2 separate regions of the Zea mays genome follow, and region 2 is linked to region 1. The links are chromatin contacts, called in public Hi-C maps. All regions are on one chromosome and are shown on one strand. Each heading gives the region's core, a stretch centred on a gene start, on an enhancer-like site or on the middle of the called end of the contact. The rest is flanking DNA. Distances are from core to core; before and after follow the strand shown. Region 1 holds the start of LOC100285043 (LMBR1-like conserved region family protein). Region 2 has its middle 41 kb from the start of LOC103654237.

Region 1 (3,936 bases), core at 985-3,484:
GGCACAATGGTGAACAATATTGAAGTGACACCGCAACACTGTGTTCAGACATTAGATTGTAGTGTGAAATTGAGTTCAAGTAAAAGATTGAACATACCAAGCTCTATGCATGATTAAGAGTAATATGACACCAATAAGGCCAATGGCTCCCACAATTGAATAAAAAAGCAGGTTCATATGAATGCTAGTTTTCAGCCTTTCTTTAACAGTGAAATCTCCTGCGTCTTCATAGCCCTGGATAGTAGGAACTACAGCCCTGTTTGAAGACATAAAAACAAGCCTTGTTTAGAAATATCAGCGACAATGCAAATGTTCAGAAGAAACACTAGTGCATCCAAGAAAAATTGTGACGGAAGATGTAAGCGAACCATAACTATGATTATACAAGAGAACTAAGTTCAAACAGAGCTGTCCTACTAGGAAATGAGTATGCTACAATAATACATTCAGCATAAGATTGGATACACTCAAAGCCTCAAAATCAAGCAGTTAATATAGATTGTATTATATGAACAGGAAGATAAAATTTCCAGGATTTTTTTTCTTTCTACAGGCCATATAATGCATAGCCAGTGTTTTCCCAAGTACCGACCTAGTTTGGATAAAACCAAAAGAGTTGCATTGATGCCCAAATGATGGAGCAGCATAGAATGAAGAGATTGCACATTTTGAGAAATAGTACTAAAATCGTGGTTATAACTGGAAATGGATGTATCAAGTCATCAAATATATGTTTTTTCTTTGTTTTTTATGACACTAAGAACAGGGAAATTCAACCATCGGGCGGAACTTATGCAATACATGTTCATAGCATACCATGTTAGGATAAATGTGCTCCAATAGGACCAGCTCCAAAAGAATCCAATGCCCCCCTTCGCACTGGCAGTTAATGTCTGCGATAGAATGATAGAAGGGTTTGAACCAAAGGAGTACAAAAAGAGAATTTTCAAGCCCGGTAGATAAATTTGTCATTTCATTACAACTAATAAATTTATCAATATTATTTAATGGATATACGTATATTTTTGTAAAGGGAAGGGGGTGGCTTTGAAAGATTAAAAAGAACATAAAAATTTGATCTATGCTCAAATCTGTACTACTAAATACAGAAACATTAAGGTAGGCCAAGTTAGCTGCTAGGGTTTTTCATTAGCCAAAGATTATACTGCACCTGGTTTCTGTGGCTAATGTAACTACTCAAGAGTGTGAAACCTAAAAATGATGAAATCCCATTCATGAATTTGACAGAATACTGAATTAACTCCATAACTATAAAAGAGAAATGAAGATTCGAAGGTGGCATCAGGACTATAGAGGGTTGAACCAAAATCAGTTACTCAGTTATTGAGGCTCAAATAGTGTAGAAACAGAGTTGTCTAAAAGTAAATTGCAGTCATGCACATTATGAGCCTGTTTGGTAGGCTGCCTCGGGCGCCACACCGCGCCACACTCCGGCCGCCGCGGGTGTGGCGCCCAAATCGGCCGCCGCACCTTAGGCGTGCTGCGGCGCCGTAGGAGCCTATCCAAACAGGCCCTATATGCACTACTCCTAATCCCAGGGTAACATACTAACAGTAACAATCAATTTGCCTCGTCCCTCGTACAAGGCTTCCACTGCATTTGTCAGCAGCTTCGCATACCTCATCCGTAGCAAGACGCGTCAATTCATAAGCGTGCTCCAGCAGTAACACGAAGTTTGTGATTCAATTCCTACATACACCCCAAGATTGCAACGCAACTAGAACACGACACGAGCCACACCCGGTGGATCTAACAACACCGACAGCCAAGCCGGCGGAGCCTGGGGCCGACGATGGCCGGAACAGGGGACGGTGGATGAAAAGGTGGGAGAGGGACGCGGCAAGGGATCTGACCTGCCAGATGTCGGCGGGGACGAGGATGATGATGGAGAGGGAGCAGAACCATGCGTATCCTACGGTGGCGACAACGTAGCGCGGCACGGCAGGGCCGGCGAAGTAGCGGAGCGTGACGACGACCATGCCCAGCGTCAGAGGCAGCGATATCAGGTAGAACACCCACATGTCGCCGCCCCGACGCTCTCCGCTAATCCGCTTGGACGCCTCGCCGGCTGGAGGGAAAGGAAGAGTCGGAGTAGCCTGGCCGGCTGGGAACCGGCAGCTTCTCCGTTTCAGAGGCACGCGGGCGGGGAGGTGGGGCCGGGTCCCGCCGGGAGATCGCGGGGTGCTCCTTTGTCTCCAGGGCAGTGGAGAAGCGCGCACGGCTGGCGAAGAACCGAAGAAGGAAGAGGAAGGTGACGATGGACCAAACAGGATCGTTCGGTGGAGTTCGGAAAGCGTACTGGCACGCACGCCAAGGTTGCATCTCCGCCGTCCACCACGAAGCGCACCAAGAAGCGGTTTACGACGACCCTCAAACACAAGGTCGGATATCTCAAAAAAAACTTCTAACTTATTTAGTTTTAAAAACTTTATAAATATATTTCAATCCAAACTTTATAAATATATTTCATTCATTGCATTAATTCCTAAGGTGAATAACCCGGTTAAGGTTTCTGACTTCAGGTCAATTTCTCATCTTAGCATAGCTATCAAGTTAATCACAGAACTCATAGCTGACAGTTCATAAAAAACAGTATGGTTTCATTAAAAATCGTACTATCCAAGATTGTCTTGCTTGGGCTATGAATACTTGCATCAGTGTAAACATTCCAAGAGGGAGTGATGAGTCTTAAGCTAGATTTTTGAAGATAAAAAAAGATTTTGACACAGTTGAACACAGTGATATATTGTTAATGCTCACCAAGCTTGGGTTCTAAAAAATAGGTTCAGTTGGTTCACTCAGTTCTTTGCCACTCACCTCTAAATTGTGGCAAATAGTTAATTTTTCCCAGCGATCGATTTAGGATCAAGGTCACATGAAGAGGGCGATTAACGCATCTCTGTTGTCTGGATAATACGTCATGGATCTTTTGCAGAGGAAGTCGAATAATGGGAACATCCGAACGTGTCCGACGGCTGCGCCTTCCTCAGTTTTGCATAGGGCGTGTTTGGTTTAGGGTAGATTTTGAGGAGCTGATTTTAATAGCAACTCTAAAAGTAGGTTAAAAATTTTACCAAAAAATATTATTAAGAGTAGGTTAAAAGGTTTTAAGAATGAATTATGTACTCAACGGTTTCTCTAAAACCAATACGTGAAGGAATGGATTGGGAAAGATGCAAGAGGCAAAATTTTGGGAAGAACGAATGGATTGAGAAAGATGCCAGACGCAAATTTTTGGGAAGAACGGGAAAGTAAAAAAACCACTATTCGTTACTAAATATGTGTTTTGGGATGTATTCGTTATTAATATGTTTAACCACTATTCGTTACTAATATGTGTTTTGGGATGTATTCGTTATTAATATATGTTTTAGGGTTAGTTTACACGTCCTTTTTGAGTCCCTAAATATATTATGGATCGGATCCAAAGTGAGTTTATTCTATGCCTTGGAGCGCTAGCAGAAACAAAATCTGAAGAATAAGTGAGAGTTGGGTTTGAACATGCATATTTTAAAAATCTGCGGAAACCAAACACGGCATAGAGAACGTGTGTCCAGGTAGGAAATACAAAGAAAATAAAATAAACATAGGCGACTCCACCGGCCTTGACACGAAAACTGAAGCGACGTTGCTTATTTCATACTGATAGAAGATAGACGAGAAAAATGAAAGAAGAGAAATCTGATTCCAGAATCCAGATCAGATTGAGAGAGAGGAATCCTAGTTTGGCAGTGCCCCTCCAATCCTCCATCCCGTACCGGCACTTGCTTCTATTTGGAAACATCTACTCGACGTTGACTTGGAACACGTCCTTGCGCTGCTGCTCCTTCACCTTCGGCACGACCACCTTGAGCACGCCGTTCTTCATCTCCGCCTTGATCTTGTCCATCCTGTAAACCTCTGGCGCGAGCTCGA
Region 2 (3,936 bases), core at 735-3,234, 140 kb after region 1:
TTTATTTTATTAGCCCCAGATGCACAATCAAGTAAAACTCAGCATGATGCCAGGTTTATTTAGATGTCATTGGTTATTAAATCCCCCTTTTGATGGTGTTTATTCACATTTGATATTAAGTAGAGATGGTACACACATGTAGATAAAGGAAATATTCTCTCTTCATACGATTTCCAAATTTAGGTGTTACAGAAGCCTAAGAGACCTTTTCACGGATCAAGCTCATTACGGAAAAATGATCTAGCACCGCGAAGGGGCTAATGTTGGGGGTATGCTTCGTAGCCGAAGATCCTGAAGAAAGAAACACCTTCAGCGGATCCTCTCAAAAGCAATGCCGAAGCTATCACCTATAAAGCTTCGGCATAGTGACATGTCCAAGACGAAGGAGTGAACCGACCTAAAGATGAAATAACCAATAAACCCATGATAGTTTGTGTCATGATTGTAATCGATTGTGAAGGGCAAAAATGTAATTTCACACAGGCTGCGCCCTATACCTATAAATAGATGAACAGTACCCCTGTACTGTTCACACTATCTTGTAATCGCTCGCCCGCAACACTTGGGTTTTTGCCTTCTGTCAAGCCCAAGGTATAAATGTAATTAAATATCGTATTTAAATATCAAGTTTGTATAATGATAATATATGAATGATATTACGTGCTTATGTGTGTTTATCTTTCATGTTTTATATGTTTTATCTTTCATTATCTTATAACCATGATGACGAAGGTACGTCCTTCATGACCTTCGTCCAAAGATCGTTATATCCTAAGGGAAATAATGCTTCGAAGGACAAAGGACATTAACATTTAATACTTTGTGTTGCCTTGTTCTTGACTCTTAGCGTTTGAGAACAAGTCCCCAACACTTCCATTTTGCATTGTGCGATAGGAGGCAGGCCATGAAAGTTCGTCGAGCCACAGAAAAAATGGATAGGGAGCGTGGTAGGGTGGTTGTTGGATCATATTCAGTAGTTCACCAATATAATCACCTAAAACATAATTTTACACTATAAACTACACTGCTCAGAGGGTGGAGTTTGAATTTAGATATGGAGATGAATAAGCTATTGGAGATAATATTAGAGTTGGTCTAAAACGTCTTTAGAAGATAAATTTCACAAGAACTATACAGAAATTTCATAGAAAATAGTTTATTTTGTAGGAACCGACAAATTCCAATAGGGGCCTAAGACGGCTGAAGATGACTTCGCTGATACCCTTCGGTTCCTTGCACTCTGGCGACACTTCTTGGTTAATCGGAGATGGCTTCGCTGAAACCTTCGGGCTGATGTCTGCACTTGTCAACATTTGGGAATTGATCATGCAAAATACAGAAAAATGACACCCAGCGTCGTGTTAACACGATAGAGTGGGGAGGAAGGAAGAAGGGAATGCTTGGAGAGGAAGAAGATGAGATACCGGGAATCGTTCTGTTCACAATTCTCTGAATGTCTCTCCTTACAGAAGCCAGTGGCTTTTATGCGCGTCGTGGCAACTAGGCTGCACACACACACGCGACGCCACAACGGCCCATTGGCCTCACACCTCACAACGCTTACAGGACCCAATTGTTGTTGTGGATCCGACAATTGGGCGCCCTTGCACTGTGGATGTGAAAAAAGCTGCTGTGGGCTGTGAGCTATGGGAAAAGCTACTGTAGGCTGTGAGCTGCTAAAAAGCTAAATCTGTTTGGTCGAAACCACTAAAAATCATTAAAAGTTCTTCGATATATGTTTTCACAGTTCTATCTGAAAGCCACTAAAAGCAGGTCCAGGGGTGCTTTTATTTTTGCACTGCGAGAAAGTTGGCTTTTAGAAAAAGCTGCTTTCTAGATCCAGCCCTTTGGTTTGACTTTTGGCTTTTAGGGGATAAAAGCCAAAGTCAAAAGCCAAACCAAACACACCCAAAGTCCCTCAAGTGCTGACGGTGGAGATGCAGGTGTAACATCCCCCCTATTGTGTCGCAGCTTGTCCCCATGTCGGCGCAAAAGGAAACGCCTAACGTAAGGAGTCCTCATCTTCCCAAGTCGCCATTGAGGCCGGCCAATTGAACCACTTGATTAAAGCTTGGTGGCGAGGACGTAGGCCATGAGAAAAGATGCGACAACGTAGAACCTGCTCAGGAAATCGATGATCAGTGATATCAGCTAGAAGGATGGGACAAACCTAATGAGCAGTTGGGGCAGCAAGCTTCAGCTGTGAGACATGAAACATCGGATGAATGGATGATGAAGGTGGAAATTCCAATTTATATGCAATGGAACCAATACGATACAACACCCGGAATGGACCAAAGAATTTATATGCCAATTTATGGTTAGCCCGAGGTGCTAAAGATGATTGGATGTACGGCTGGAGCTTTACAAACACCTCAGCTCCCACCTGAAACACGCGCTCGGATCGTCCCTTGTCAGCATGTCTTTTCATGCGTGCATGAGACCAAACCTGATGTTGTTTGATGAGCGTTGTCTTAGCTTCTCGGTCACGCAGCCAATGACCAAGGTCTGGGAAGCCACAGCATTATCAGGCTAAATACCAAAATGGTGTGGTTCATAGCCATATAGAGCCACAAATGGGGAGCAACCGATGGAGGAGTGATGGGACGAATTATACAAGAACTCAACAAGGTGGATCCAGGCAGCCCATTTGGAAGGACATGACCTCAATGTTTCCTATAATTGATTTTGGTGTTTGATGTCCATCACAAACCATATGGATTAACTAGTTTGCCTAGTGGATATTTTTCTCAGGCGCATAAAGTTCACATAGACATACAAAGAAAATGACCTTGGGGGAATTCTACACACTTGGAACAAAACATGATTGTTGCAGCCTGTGGCGCACCAGACATTGTCCGCTGCCGTGGCTGGAGCACTCCACGAACAGGCCGCTCTCGAAAATCCTCGGCGCTCGTCCACTAAAATTCACCGAACTGTCCAGTGTACCACCATACTGTCTGGTGAGCCCTCGGAGCAACAGTCATCTTCGCGCAACGGTCGACTGCACTAACTGTGGCACGGTCTATAGCACATAAGTCAGAAGATAGTCTGCAACGTCAAGTTGCACCGGACTGTCCGGTGCAGCAAAAGGGCAGATGACTTCAACGTTCAACCGCTCCATACCCCAATGGTCGGCTGACGTGGCACTCACCGGACAGTGAACAGTGGGGTGTTCGGTGCACCACCGGACAGTCCGGTGTGCCCATCGACAGAGCAGTCAGCCAGCGGCTAGAATAGTGGTTGGGGCTATAAATACCCCAACCATCTCCATTCAAGTCATGCGAGCATCCCACTCTCTTCATTCAATACAAGAGCAAAAAATACATTCCAAAGACACATTCAAAGCCTCAAATCCTTTCCAAGTTCCAAAATCAAGTCAAGTGTTCTAAAGTGTTTAGTGACTTGAGAGGGTGATTTGTGTTCCAATTTTGCTCTTGTTGCTTGGTTGTTTTCTTCTTCTCACTCTGATCTTTTCAAGTGTTTTGTAAAGCAAGCAAAAGACACCTAATTGTGTGGTGATCCTTGCGGGGTGTAACACTCCAAATTCCTATTTGGAGAATATTGTAAAACTCTCTAAATGTTTTAGATTAAAAGGGTCATGGAATAAGAATTTTTGTTTCTTAACTAGAAGTTACTTCTCCGAAAACCAATATGGTTTTTAATAAAGATTGAATAAAAGGATATTTGGGTATCCCTTTATTGAATAATATATTAGTATGTCACACCCGGATTTAAGGGACAAATCCGGATGCATCTCATATGTGCGCCAAGGAAGAACAACACATATAATAACAGAGTGCATAGAGATAAATGTCATAAATATCATAAATGTACTTATTACATAGCGGAAGTCTTACAAAAATAAATGATAAAGTAAAGTGAACTAAATATTATTCCCTGGCGCCACAAAGCTGACTGGGAGACGCCACCTAG

The links. A called contact is a pair of places that touch in the nucleus more often than the background predicts.
Region 2: a Hi-C map of leaf shows a contact between it and region 1, with 2.1 times the contacts expected there. The contact joins the enhancer-like site here to the promoter of LOC100285043 in region 1. A contact is called at or near these places in 3 of 25 Hi-C or Micro-C datasets (ear, leaf and an unstated tissue).

What each region holds. Positions count from the first base shown.
Region 1 is chr4:184,764,611-184,768,546 of Zm-B73-REFERENCE-NAM-5.0, forward strand. LOC100285043 (LMBR1-like conserved region family protein) reads right to left here and starts at 2,235. Exons shown (of 13, transcript NM_001318030.1): 1 at 1,875-2,235; 2 at 817-893; 3 at 98-256. The coding sequence starts at 2,042. It overlaps LOC542602 (low molecular weight heat shock protein precursor), which reads right to left. Exons shown (of 2, transcript NM_001112137.1): 2 at 3,513-3,936. The coding sequence ends at 3,806.
Region 2 is chr4:184,908,152-184,912,087 of Zm-B73-REFERENCE-NAM-5.0, forward strand. No RefSeq gene overlaps it. Among protein-coding and RNA genes, the nearest start is that of LOC103654237, 41 kb to the left of the region's middle. Within about 2 kb of position 1,985, at least 2 of the 20 cell types and tissues checked have an H3K27ac peak or open chromatin away from gene starts, as enhancers often do.